Linked DNA regions of Canis lupus: region 2 is linked to region 1. The links are chromatin contacts, called in public Hi-C maps. All regions are on one chromosome and are shown on one strand. The core of a region is the stretch at or near the end of the contact, and the rest is flanking DNA. Distances in the headings are between cores, read along the strand shown.

The links. A called contact is a pair of places that touch in the nucleus more often than the background predicts.
Region 2: a Hi-C map of blood shows a contact between it and region 1, with 6 times the contacts expected there. The contact joins the promoter of RIF1 here to the promoter of MMADHC in region 1. A contact is called at or near these places in 7 of 9 Hi-C or Micro-C datasets (amygdala, blood, liver and 1 more).

What each region holds. Positions count from the first base shown.
Region 1 is chr19:52,826,155-52,833,042 of UU_Cfam_GSD_1.0, reverse strand. It overlaps MMADHC (cobalamin trafficking protein CblD), which reads left to right and starts at 2,765. Exons shown (of 8, transcript XM_038565188.1): 1 at 2,765-2,919; 2 at 3,621-3,682. The coding sequence starts at 3,674.
Region 2 is chr19:54,419,383-54,426,270 of UU_Cfam_GSD_1.0, reverse strand. It overlaps RIF1 (telomere-associated protein RIF1), which reads right to left and starts at 3,647. Exons shown (of 35, transcript XM_038565196.1): 1 at 3,561-3,647; 2 at 3,266-3,379; 3 at 2,736-2,814. The coding sequence starts at 3,369. It overlaps LOC102153280 (a long non-coding RNA gene), which reads left to right and starts at 3,224. Exons shown (of 3, transcript XR_005374335.1): 1 at 3,224-3,279; 2 at 4,169-4,281; 3 at 4,789-5,091.

The DNA.
Region 1 (6,888 bases), core at 1,516-4,015:
ACAAATATACAAAAATCTGCATAAGAGTTTCACTGATCTTTCTCCCTTCCCATAAAGCCCATCATTGAACTTTAGGTTAAGGGGTTCCCATGGTGTTCATTACTACCCATATGCCAATGACTCTCAAATCTCGGTCTCCTGTACAAACCACTTTCTTGAGCAATAGGCCTACTTTCAGATGACTTATTGGCAAGTCCACCTGAACTCCACATAGGCGTCTTCAAGCCAAGGATGGCCATCTTTCTCCAAACACCTGTTCTGCTTCTGGAGAACGTGAAGTGTGGAAAAGAGAACACTATTTTCGAACCTAACAGAGATTTGTATTTTTTTTAAGATTTTATTTATTTATTCGTTTTTGGTTTTGTTTTAATTTTTATTTATTTATGATAGTCACACAGAGAGAGAGCGAGAGAGGCAGAGACACAGGCAGAGGGAGAAGCAGGCTCCATGCAGGGAGCCTGATGCGGGACTCGATCCTGGGTCTCCAGGATCAAATCCTGGGCCAAAGGCAGGCGCTCAACCGCTGAGCCACCCAGGGATCCCCCCCCCCTCGATTTTATTTATTTATTTATTTATTTATTTATTACAGACACAGGCAGAGGGAGAAGCAGGCTCGCTGTGGGGGGCCTGATGCGGGACTCGATCCCGGATCCCGAGCCGCCCAGGTGCCCCAGACCCAGACTTAAGTCCAGACCTGGAAGCTTCGGAAGCATCCTTACCCTCTTTCTCCTTCCATTTCTTCATATGTGACACGAGGTTGATGACACCTCTACTTGCTATAGTGCCAGGAGCCTTAAAGCAAATAATGCAAAAATCCCCACCCAAGTGCCACCACAGAGTGCACGACCCACAAGTACTGATATTACCGGGTTTCAAATAAAGCAAAAGCAACTCTGTCTCCCGAATACCCTGGTTCATGAACCCGGGAGTCCTCCTCACGGGCCCTTCCAGCCGCCCTCTAAACGCCCTCTAAACGGCGGCAGCAGCGGGTCTCCCCGAGGCGCCAGCGCCGTCAGGCCGGGGCCCCGCTGCACCCTTCGCAGCTGCTCCCCGCCGCCTCCAGGACCACGGCGACCCGTGCCCTCGACCACCTGCGGGCCGAGGCGGCACGAGCTGCGGACCCCACGGCCGCTCCCCCCGACACATCTTTTCTCGGCTTTCGGACCAAGCCCGGTTCATCCTTCCAGTCACGCGCGGCGGGGGCGGCGGGGGCGGCGGGGGCGGCGGGGACGGCGGGGGCGGCGGGGACGGCGGGGGGCGTCTGCCTGCGGCCCAGGCCGTGACCCGGTCCCGGATCCAGTCCCACGTCGGGCTCCCCGCATGGAGCCTGCTTCTCCCTCTGCCTGCGTCTCCGTGTCTCTCAAGAATAAATAAATAAATGAATAAAATCTTTTTTAAAAATTAAAAAAAAAAAAAGTTCGAGGGTGCCGGGGGCCCAGCGGTGAGCACCGCCAGCGGCCCAGGCCGTGACCCGGTCCCGGATCGAATCCCACGTCGGGCTCCCGGTGCATGGAGCCTGCTTCTCCCTCTGCCTGCGTCTCTGCCTCTCTCTCTCTCTCTCTCTCTGTGTGACTATCATAAATAAATAAAAATTAAAACAAAAACGAATAAATAAAATCTTTTTTAAAAATTAAAAAAAAAAAAGTTCAAGGGTGCCGGGGGCCCAGCGGTGAGCGCCGCCTGTGGCCCAGGCCGTGACCCGGTCCCGGATCGAGGCCCACGTCGGGCTCCCTGTGAGGAGCCTGCTTCTCCCTCTGCCTGCGTCTCCGTGTCTCTCAAGAATAAATAAATGAATAAAATCTTTTTTAAAAATTAAAAAAAAAAAAAAGTTCGAGGGTGCCGGGGGCTGAGCGGTGAGCGCCGCCTGCGGCCCAGGGCGTGACCCGGGTCACGGGGTCGAGGCCCGCGTCGGGCTCCCTGCATGGAGCCTGCTTCTCCCTCTGCCTGCGTCTCTGCCTCTCTCTCTCTCTCTGTGTGTGACTATCATAAATAAATAAAAATTAAAACAAAAACAAATAAATAAAATCTTTTTTAAAAATTAAAAAAAAAGTTCAAGGGTGCCGGGGGCTCAGCGGTGAGCGCCGCCTGCGGCCCAGGGCGTGACCCGGGTCACGGGGTCGAGGCCCACGTCGGGCTCCCTGTGAGGAGCCTGCTTCTCCGTGTCTCTCAAGAATAAATAAATAAATAAAATCTTTTTTAAAAATTAAAAAAAAAAAAAGTTCAAGGGTGCCGGGGGCCCAGCGGTGAGCGCCGCCTGCGGCCCAGGGCGTGACCCGGGTCACGGGGTCGACGGGCTCCCCGCGGGGCGCCGGCGTCTCGGCCTCCCTCCGTGCCTCTCAGGAATAAATGAATAAAATCCTAAAGTAAGATAAAATAATAAAATAAGTATGGACTTCAGTCAGAACCTGAGGAGCGGGTCCAGCTGCCCGTGCGGCCGTGAGCGCCGGCCACGGAGCCGCCCAGGGCCCGGGACGCGCAGGAAGCTCGTCCGGGCTCGAGCCCAGCGGCTCGCGGGCTGACAACCGCGCCCCGACCGGCGGGAGCCCGCGTCCTCCGGCGGCAGCACGACGCGAGGCCTCTCACCCGGCCCCGGGACGGACGCGGAGCACCGGGAGCCTCGCGCCGGCCGGGGGGGGGCGCGGGGCGGGGGGCGCGGGGCGCGTCCACCCACGACGCCCACGGCGGCGGCCCCGGTGTGCGCCTGCGCGTGCGCATCATCCCGCCGACGCTCCTCCGCATCGATGTGTGCGGAAGCCGCTGCTCCGGCCTGGTCGCCGCCGGCGTAGGCGCTCGCCGCGCTGCCGTCGCGGCCGCCATTTTGACGGCGGAGCCAGTGCGGGCCCGGGACGGCTGGCGGCGGCGGCGGCTTCCACCGTGTCGGACCCTCCGAATGCGCCCGTCTGGGGGCCACCGCGCTCGGTATGGCCCCTGCCCCGACAGGCTCCCTGTGGCCAGGCTGTCCCCGTCAGCCCCGGCCCAGCGCTCGTCCGGAGCTGCTGTGGAGCCGCCGGCCCTGAGGACCGTGTCCCGGGCCGGCACGGACTCCTGCTTCCCCGCCGTCACCGGGCCCCAGCTGCTCGCGGGAGCGGGGGGGGGAAGGGGGCTTGGGGGCGGGGCCCTGCGGGGGCGTTGGGGGTGGGGCGCACTTCCGGGGAGCGCTCGGGCGTCGGGGGCGGGGCCCTGTGGGGGGGGCGCGCACTTCCGGGGAGCTCGGGGGTGGAGCCCTGCTTGGGGGCTGGACGGACTTCCGGGAGCGCTCGGACGTCGGGGCGGGCCCTGCGGGGCGCGGGGGAGGGCGCACTTCCGGGAGCGCTCGGGCGTCGGGGGCGGGGCCCTGCGGGACGCGGGGGGCAGACTTCCGGGGAGCGCTCGGGCGTCGGGGGCGGGGTCTTGCTGGGGGTGCACTTCCGGGGAGCGCTGCGGCGTCGGGGGCGGGGTTCTGCGGGGGGGGGGCGCCCTTCCGGGGAGCGCGGGGGCGTCGGGGGCGGGGCCCTGCGGGGGTGGGCTTGGGGGCGGGGTGCACTTCCGGGGAGCGCGCGGGCGTCGGGGCGGGGCGGCGGCGCGCCCCGGAGCTGGCGCCGGGTGGGTCACCAGGCTGCTGTGTTTTGTCGGTCCCCCAGGGGTAGAGCTTCACGGAAGGGACGATCGCCGGCGTCCGCCCTCCCCGCCGGAAATGGCCACCGTGAGTACACGCCGCCGTGGTTGGCAAGTGGGTTTCGGGACGGCGGCCTCGGCGGCCTGTTTCTCGCGCTCGGACGCGCTGTGTGAGAAGTGTCGCGGGCAGCGGGGGGAGGGGCGGGTGTGGACAGCGCGGCGCGCCCCGAGGGTGGTTCGAACACGGACGTTTTCGTCGGTCCCGGGTCCCCGCGCCTGCGAGTCCGTGTTTGGACACGAAGCCAGTGCCCGGATCCTTGCAACGTTTTCAGAAGACAGTAGTCAGTGGGTACTCGGAATCTGCCTTTAAGCTTTTTTTTTTTTTTTAATTACCCGGGTTAGCTACACGGGAAGGTTTTCGTAGCCGTCCCGGGATAGCGGGACCTCCCGCACCCTGCAGGACGGGCGCCAGGGAGGCGGGCCCGTAGCCCGGGAGTCCCGGTGGGCGGCGGCCGGGCGGTGGGATGCAGCTCACCGCGGAGCTCCGGGCCAAGGCGATCGCAGAAGCACTTCATCGGAGTTCCGAGAAGACGCTGGGATCCAGATAATTGGAGATTTTAATTTAATTTAACTTATTTATTCATGAGAGACACAGGCCGAGGGAGAAGCAGGCTCCCTGCAGGGAGCCCCACGCGGCGGGACTCGGGACCTCGGGGTCACGCCCTGGCCCGAAGGCAGAGGCTCAACCGCTGAGCCGCCCGGGCCGCCCGGTAATTGGCGATTTTAATGGAACAGCGGGGGATTGGTCTTCAGAGTCCCTCTCCCCTCCGTTTCAAAAACTCCAGAAGACCCTTCCGCCTTGCGCAACGCGGAAGAGCGGGAAGTGAGGTTGGGACCAGGGAACCTTGCATGTCACGCTCAGGGTTTAGATTCGATTCTTTGGTAAAGCTGTGGTCCTTTGATCAGAGCCGTGTGAGGAGGATACAGATGGCAGCCTTTAGCCAGGGTAGTATTCCCCTAAGGGAACGTGGTAGGTTGAGAGTCTAGTGATGTGAGTGCAGGGCCAGGTCATAAACGTGGACCACTGTCTTGGACCCACTCTAGGGTGACTTTCTACTTAAAAGCACAGGAAGGGAATGTTGTAAAAGAAGCCTGAGGTGTTCTCAAAACAGACATTAATTAGAATAGAATGCGAATGTTTAACTTGGCTTTGTTTTCATTTAAACGGATTAGCTCAGCAAGGTGACTGTTTCCTAAGGTGCTTTCATAGATCCTTTTATTGTTAGAAGTTCCGATAAAGTTTCAGTATTCAAATATACTTTTGAAAATTTGTGTTTGCGTTGTAAACACTGAATGCAAGTATGTGTGTCTTCCACATTGTAGGTAACATAGGTAGCAAGAGTCATAAATGTCTCCGCTTTGAAAGCTGGACCAGTAAATCAAGATGCCTTGGTGGGAACTTTGACAAACTGCAATTTTCATTTGTGATCCGGCAACAGGAGGAGCCTTTCTTTAGCTACAACGATTTGTTATTTAAGCCATTTGGGAATATGAATCCAATGCTGTGAGCTCTTCTGAGTTTTCAAGAATAGCTGAAAATTTGGACTTTTTCGGTGAAATCTGTGATTTTTCAATATTTATATCCGACACAAATTTCTTAGGATTTCTTATAACATCCCACTCAAATTCCTTTTGTGTGGACCACACAAAAATGTCTGAAGATAGGTATGGATGAATTTCCTAGAATGTGGATGAATTTCTTAATAATAAGCTTTCAGTCTTTGTTATAGAGCCTGTTTTCTGCTCACATAACCCAAAACGGGACTTAGTCCTAAAAGAGTGTCAAAAAGACATTTCTCCTTATACTACTAAGGACTTTAAAGTTATATTTTAATAACCTGTTTTCTTCCCAAGTCTAGAATCTTAGGTTTTGAAGTAGTCATATACAAAATCACGCTTATCCTCATACTGAGATAAACAGGCTGTTCTCTAATTTTTGAGTCATTTATTGGTTGTCACTTTTAGTTATATTTATCACTTTTAGTTATATTTACCAGCCGACCCAATGTCATAAAATCTGCCAGGTAAGAATTTGTCCTATAGGTTAAAAGGAAAACTTGAAAGACATCAACACTGTTGTCAGCTATTCTTTTCAGTGGATAAATTAGATACTGGCTTATTTAGCTGTTAAAATGAAACTTGGTAAATAAAATTAACATGAAACTTGGTGATTAGATTGTCTTAGATTGGCAACAAAACTCACATTTTATTATGACTTTTGTTAAATGCTTTACCATCAAGGAAAAATTCCAAAGTACGAGTTAGTGGCCTTGGCGCTCCCAGGCTAAAATAATCATAATCCTTAATAATATTAGGCAGTTGCTAAAATAATTTGGATTATCTTTCTTTTCCTTTTTTGCTTATGAAGTAGTTAATCACAAATAATAGCTTGATAATCATACTTTAATGTTAATAGTATATGGAAGTGTGGGAATAAGTAAAAGAGTGCATGTAAAGCACTTAGCATAGCATCTGTCCCATAGTAATTAACATCTATTGATTATTTACTATTTAATATTGCCCCCTTCAGATAATGTCTTATTGAGGGTTATTTTTAAGGCTTTGCCCAAAATATTTTCGGAGTTTAAAATTTTATATTGCCTTTAAGATCCTGAGCCATTATTCTCTTAAATGTCTTATTTGTAGAGGTAAATTGTAGAAACACCCAAAGTCTGAGTTTGTCTAGTAAGTTAAAATCTAATAATTATTTTATTTATCTCTCTGGGGAGGTTGGGTCCTGACCCAAGGAAGGATGCTGAAATTTTCAGATGGCCAGAATGCTCAGGAGACCTGCCTTCTTTGGAGATACATTAAGGAAGTTCTGTTTATCCAGTTATTGAAGACAGAGTTGAAATTTGCTAGACCTAGAAGGAGAGGGAAAGGGGCATTCTAGCAGAAGAACTCATAAGGCAGTATAAAAGAAGGCAGAGAAATATGAGAAGTGTTGTGGGGTTTTTTTTTATGTGAGACTAAAGAATTGAAAAAGAAAGGAAGGTAAAGTTAATAAATTATGCTAGAGAGGTAAAACAAGTTAGGATGTTCTCTTGTACTTAGGATGAAAAAAAAAGAACACCTGGGTTGGAATTCAGAGTACTCTGTGAAAGGGGAAAAGACTGATTCTGAAGTTATCAAATGGCTAGAGTCTTTCCACACCCTGGTAACTAATTTTCGTACCACTCCAGTCTATTCTTAAATCCTATTCCAGTCCATCCTGCACTAAGTGATACATTCCTA
Region 2 (6,888 bases), core at 2,398-4,897, 1.6 Mb before region 1:
GCTCCCTGCATGGAGCCTGCTTCTCCCTCTGTGTCTCTGCCTCTCTCTCTCTCTCTCATGAATAAATAAAATTTTAAAAAAAGATCTCTATTAAAAAAATAAAAATAAAACTCTATCGCTTATTCACAAAAAATAAATAAAACAATTCAGACAACCACAGAAAGACAGTATTAAACATCTTAGACTGAGGGCTACTACTGTTAGCTCTTGGAAAGTAAGCAGCTGTGATCAACTTTTAAGTATATATACCTTTAACTGTGTTGCCTTCAAGATTGTCGTGGGTGGGATGCCTAGGTGGTTCAGTCCTTTAAGTGACCGACTCTTGCTTTCAGCTCGGGTCATGATCTCAGGGTCCTGGGATTGAGTCCCAGTTCCCTCTTTCCCTCCCCCAAGCTCTTAGGTGCGCTCTCTCTCAAATAAATCTTAAAAAAAAAAAAAAAAAAAAAAAGTCATGGGTTCCAGAGCACCTGGGTGATTTGGTTGGTTAAGCACCCAACTCTGGATTTTGGCCCAGGTCATGATCTCAGGGTCACGAGACGGAGCCCCATGTCGGGCTCTGTCTGGGTCAGCAGAGTCTGCTTTATATTCTTTTCCTCTGCCCCTCTCCCTCTCTCTAATAATAAATAAAGCTTAAAAAAAATGTTGTGGGTTCCTAGACTCAACACTAATAGAATTCTAAACAATACAGAAACATGCTACAGTTCACCTAACCTGGCTTTTGTTCTAAAGGAATTCAATTATCTTTGCAGTACTTAATAACTCACCTAGAAAGCTCTTGTTGATTGTCAAGTTTCTGTTGACTTTCCTATCTAACCACCCACAGGCTTCCAAATAATTATTCATCAGACATTTAAGTTACAAACTCTATTAATTAACAGTGCAAGCAATAGAGTTCCTGATCCTGCACTTTCTCAAATACCAAATTTATGAAAATGCATGCTTTCATCACATCCAATAAACAACTGGAATGCCGAATATGATAACGAAGAAAAATGGGATATTACAATTAACACTGTGTAATAATATTATTAATAAGTCCCAAAACACTACACAAAAAAGTTCTTGCTTTACACAAACAAAAAGCACTGCTAACTAACAGGAATACTTCTGGGCAGGCAGTACCTTAAATGCCTAACATTTAGCTGGAAATCGTGCTAAAATGTACATTAGATATCATGACAGACACTTCTGTTTAAAAGCAAGAAAGTCATAGAAATAAGAACTCTGTGGAGATGGAATTCATCTTCTTCATTCTAAAAAGAAGGAATGAATTTAGGGATGGGGGGGGTGGGGGCTCAGCGGGTGAGCGTCTGCCTTTGGCCCAGGGCATGATCCTGGCAACCTGGGAATGAGTCCCAGTCAGGCTCCCTACATTGTGTCTCTGCCTCTCTCTCTCTCGCTGTGTATCTCATGACTAAATAAAATATAGATATATCGATAAATGGACACAGAGAAGGAATTTAGAAGTGTTAAGGACCGTCCCAAAGCCACTGTGTACTTGAGGATCAGATGTCCTCAGTCTGATGCTAAACTACAATACCTCCCTGCAAACAAGCAAGATAACCATAATAACGGTTTTTTAACAAGAGTAGCAAAAACTGATGGTGAGTGAAGATTAAAAAAAAAAAAAAAAGTCACCACAAAATTGATCAGACAAAATTAAAGAATCATTTACTTATCAGAAGTACATTCCTACAAAAAAACAAACATGAAATAATCCGATAACTGCTTTTAAAATTTGGAGGAGCCTGGCTTGCTCAGTGGGCAGGAGCGTAGGTCTCTTGATCTCAAGGTGGATTTGGAGCCCCACATTAGATTTAGAGATTACTTAAAAATAAAATCTTTAAAAAAGAAAAAAAAAAGAAAAGCGGGAAGCCTGAAGCCCAGGTGGCTCAGTGGTTTAGCGCCACCTTCCGCCCAGGGCGTGACCCCGCGGTCCCGGGATCGAGTCCCGCCTCCGGCTCCCTGTTTGGAGCCTGCTTCTCCCTCTGCCTGTGTCTCTGCCTCTCTCTCTCTCATAAATAAATAAATAACATTTTTTAAAGTAAGTAAATAAATAAAAATAAAATCAATAAAACAAAAGCATAGATTTTTGTATTCAAGTGGCCTTGGGCAACATAGAGCAGATTAAACCAATTTGTTCTACGCAGTGGGGGTTCAAGAGAACCCTTACAGGGAGATGGAGGGTTAAGGAAGAGAAAACACGCAAGGTGATCAAGAAAGTAATCGGCGGGGGCAGCCCGAGTGGCTCAGCGGTTGAGCCTCTGCCTTCAGCCCAGGGCGTGATCCTGAAGTCCCAGGATCGAGTCCCACATCGTGCTCCCTGCATGGAGCTTGCCTCTCTCTCTTTCTTATGAATAAACAAATAAAATCTTAAGAAAAAAAAAGGAGGGGGGCGGAAATCCCTGGGTGGCTCAGCGGTTTGGCGCCTGCCTTTGGCCCAGGGCGCGATCCTGGAGTCCCGGGATCGAGTCCCACATCAGGCTCCCGGCATGGAGCCTACTTCTCCCCCGGCCTGTGTCTCTGCCCCCCCCCCCTCTGTCATAAATAAATCTTTAAAAAAAAAAAAAAAAAAAAAGGAAGTACTTGGCGCCTAATAAATCCACAAACGGCCCTGTAGGAATCGCACTCTTATACCAAGCCTTTTTTTTTTTGGAGTCAGCTTAGAACTTTCCACCACACACATATAGACCCCCCCAAAAAAAAAAACAACTATTCAGTAAACGGATACATACTTTCAAAACTCTGAGGAGCTGGGGAAGCCTTTTCTCGATTTCCGTAACGACTTCTTTCCCATCTTCTCCAGTCATTCGACTTAAAATCAGAGAGGACACAAGCTCACCCACATGGCGCGCGGAGGGCACGGCGGGGCGCCCCGCACCCAGGCCTAAGGACCCCCCCCCCCCCGAGGGCAGCGCCACGGGGCACCGCGCGTGACACGAACGCGCAGGAACGGCCGCCGAGGGGGCTTCCGCACGCACGGGGCGGGGGGCGGGGGGCGGAGGGGGCCACGCGACGCCACACGCTACAGTGAGCGGCCGTGGTTTTCCAACAGTTGTTACCCGGCGGGCGTCGGCACCTGCAGGGCGCGGAGGCCGGGGTCGTCGGGGCCCAGAGCCGCCCGCCGCCGCGCCCGCCGGACACCGAACTTCCAGCCAACTTCCGCGGCGCGGCGCGGCTCGGCTCGGGCGGCGGGGCCCACGTGCGGGCTCCCCGCCCCCCCCCCCCCGCGGGGGACCCCCGCCCCCGCCCCCCGCAGCCTCACCTGCTCAGGGCCAGGTAAGCGTCGGCCTGCTCTCCGGGCGCGGCGGACGCGTCGTCGAGCGTCTCCAGCAGCGGCGCCAGGGGGCTCCCGGCCGGGGCCGTCATGTCGGCCGCCCTGCGCACGGACCGGAAGAGGACGCGACCCCTTGACCGCCCGGCCTCCCGCCCCCGCGTCCGGGCCGCTAACCGCCCCCCGCGCCCCCGCCCGGGCCGCCCCGCCGCCGCTCTCCCGGGCAGCTCCCCACGGGGGGGGGCGGGGCGGCGGGCCGAGGTCCGCCCGCGGGCCCGGCGCTTACCCCACGCACGCACAGCAGGGCCGTGTCCTCCCGCGGCGCCCGACCCCGCCGAACGCGACTCCCCGGCGCGGCCTGTTTACTCTCGCGTGCGGCCCGCTCCCGGCGGGACCAAGATGGCGGCGGGGGCGGGCCCGCGGGCGCGCGGGAGTCGGGCAGGCCTGGCCGCGGAGCCCCGAGCGAGTCCAACAGGGCGGCGGCGCGCCGACGTCATCGATGGCCCCGCCCATCGCGGGGCCCCTCCCGGGGGCGGGCTCTGGCTGCGGACTGCGCCTGCGCCTGCGCCTGCGCCTGCGCCTGCGCCTGCGCGGGCGGGGCCTCGGCGCTCGGGCGGGGGCGTGTCCTTTCCTCCACGTCACTTGGCGGGAGGAGGTGGCTGCAGGGGCGTGACCCCGGGTCCCCGATCCTGTCCCCAGCGGGCCCCCCGCAGGGCGCCTGCTGCTCCCCAGGCCTGGGTCTCCGCCCCCCAACTCTGTGTCTCTTCAATGCATAAATAAAATCTTTTAAAAAAAAGACTAGAGTTGCATTTAGATTGCTGTGGATTCCAACCCTGGCTCTGTGTGACTTCAGCAAATTAGCCAACCTTACTTTTTTTTTTTTTTTTTTTTAAGGTTTTATTTATGCAGGGAGCCCCCTGCGGGACCCACCGCTGAGCTGCCCAGATGCCCCATGACCAACCTTTCTAGGCCTCCGTTTCCAACTCCGGAAAATAGGGATGGTCAAGGTAACCACGGCAGGTGAAAGTGAAGTGAGAACAAGTAGGAAAGGAGCCCTGGGTGTTAATTGAATTTAAATTTAAAAAAAAAAAATTTTTTTTTTTTTTTTTAAGAAGCCTTTGGTTTTCACATTTTAAGTGTTCATAACAATGGCCTGGGGATATTTGTGGTTAAACTGCCAGATTTCTGGGCCCCACCCTTAGACCTTGTGATTCCGAGGATTCAGTAGGTAGCTCCCAAAGATCTGCATTCTTTAATGTAGGCCCCAGGTGTTGAAGGGTGGGACTTGGCGGGGACTTCAGGCGCGGAGAAAGGACTGTGTATACTCTTGACTATTAAAGTATCACCCTCCCTTTTCCTAGGCCTCAGACCTGCCCACATCGCGCAGGATAAGACCAACCTCACACTGGGCATCTTATTTTTTGTTGTTGTTGTTTGCTTTACTTTTTTCTTTTTTTCTTTCTGATGCCACTATTATTTTTATTTATTTTTATTTTGTTTTATTTTTATTGCAGTCCAATTTGCCAACATATAGCGTAACACCCGTGGCATCTTAGACTCAGCAGCAAGCGGTTCTTCCACATTGGCCTCACAGGTTTCAGATCCCCCACCTCTCCAGCCTCCACTTACAGACTCTACAACTCTCAGCTGCAGAGGTGGGTGCTGCATTTTGCCCTTCTCCGCCTCTAGCCAGGTGTCTGCCAAACTAAACGCTCAATACAGAACATGTTTCTTAAGAAAAAAAAATGGAGGAAGAGAGGGAAGGAGACACACCGATTTTGTGAGCCAAGCTATGGAAATTAAAGACTTAAAAAACAGTGAAGAGTTGTAAGTCTGGGTAAAATGTAGAGACACTGTAGAAGTAATCATACAGAAAATTTTCAGCACAGCCTGATAATGAGTTCTATAAGCTTCAGAGGGGAAAGGGCTCATTTTGTGGGGTTTGGCAAGACAAGATACTTAAGGTAAAGAAGTTATTACACAATAAATGAAATATGGACAAGTTGGCAACATAAGATTTCAGTAAAGTAGACCTGTTGTAGGTTGTAGACCTGTTACTGAAAGTAAGAGAGTATCTTAAAACCATAATATTAAAAAAAAAACACATAATATTTTTATGGTGGCTATGAGATTACTGAAAACACTGAGCTTGCCTTAAGACAGTACCTCCGCCCAGTCCTTCTGTGCCTTCCTGTGCTTTATTCTTCCAACACTATCACTGATACTGCATTATATACCTAGATTTTATTGTGTCTCTATCCGTGAGAATGGAAATTCCTTGAGTATAGGGACTTTGTTTTATTCATTTTTTTCCCTATTTATATCCCATTTACAAAGAAGAGGTTGGGGTGGTCATGTTGCTTGTACCTCTTTCGAATGCATAGTCCTGTGATCTTCCTAAAATGTTTCATAGTATTATTGTCACTACTGAGACTGAAATCCTTCCCATCAATCATAGAATAAATTTCAAAACTTTTGATGTAACACGTAGGCCTGTGATGATTGGGCCACTGCTAACGTTTCATCTCCACCCTTATCCCCACCTCAGCCAAGTTTTGAACAGTCTACCACGATCTCTAACTCTTCTGTCGTTGAAGATCTGTGGTGTTCCTTGTGTATAGAACATTAACTCCCTTTTTCAAGTGTGATAAATCAGAGTAGATTAAAACCACGCCTTTTTATTAAGTCCTTCCCGTTTATTCTTTCCCCAAGGAAAATTATTTAATTTTTTAAAATATTTATTTATTTATATATTCATGAGAGACAGAGAGGCAGAGATCCAGACTGAGGGAGAAGCAGGCTCCCTATAGGGAGCCCCACCTGGGACTTCATATCAGGACCCCGGGGTCACGCCCCAGCCCGAAGGGAGGCGCTCAACCAGCCACCCAAGTGCCCCTCCCCAAGGAAATTAAATGCTTCTGCCTTCATGCTGACATAGTTCCTTTTTTTTTTTTTTTTGGAAACCTGTTAAATATCTCAGTAATTTATTGTTATTTACTTTTTTTTTAAAGATTTTAAGTAATCTCTGCACTCAAAAAAAAAAAAAAAACGTAATCTCTACACCAAATGTATACCTCAAACTCAACAACCCCGAGATCAAGAGTTGCACACTCCACAGACTGAGTCAGCCCCACGTCCTATCATTGTTCAGTTCTGTATGTCTGAGCGGCCAAGTGCAGGGTTGGTCTGAGGAGAATTAGTTGTAGCCTGATATCAATCAGTGCCCCCAATCTTTTTTGGTATTTTCTCATCTAAGGTGCTAAGAGATTACACAGAGTCTAGACAAATCCTCTTCCCCACCCAGACCCTTCTCTCCACACCCTTCCAAAGAGATTGTTATCCCTTTTCTTTTAAAAAAAAGGATTTTATTTATTCACAAGAGACACACAGAGAGAGGCAGAGACGCAGACAGAGGGAGAAGCAAGCTCCCTGCAGGGAGCCCGTGGGACTCCATCCCAGGACCCCAGGGTCACACCCTGAACTAAAAGCAGACGCCCCACCCCTGAGCACCCCCCTTCCCCAGGCATCCCCTTAAGCTTCTCTTTTGTAGAAATTCTGGAACTACTACCATAGATCTTCTCTTACTAGGCAATAAATTCATAGTACCAGGCATT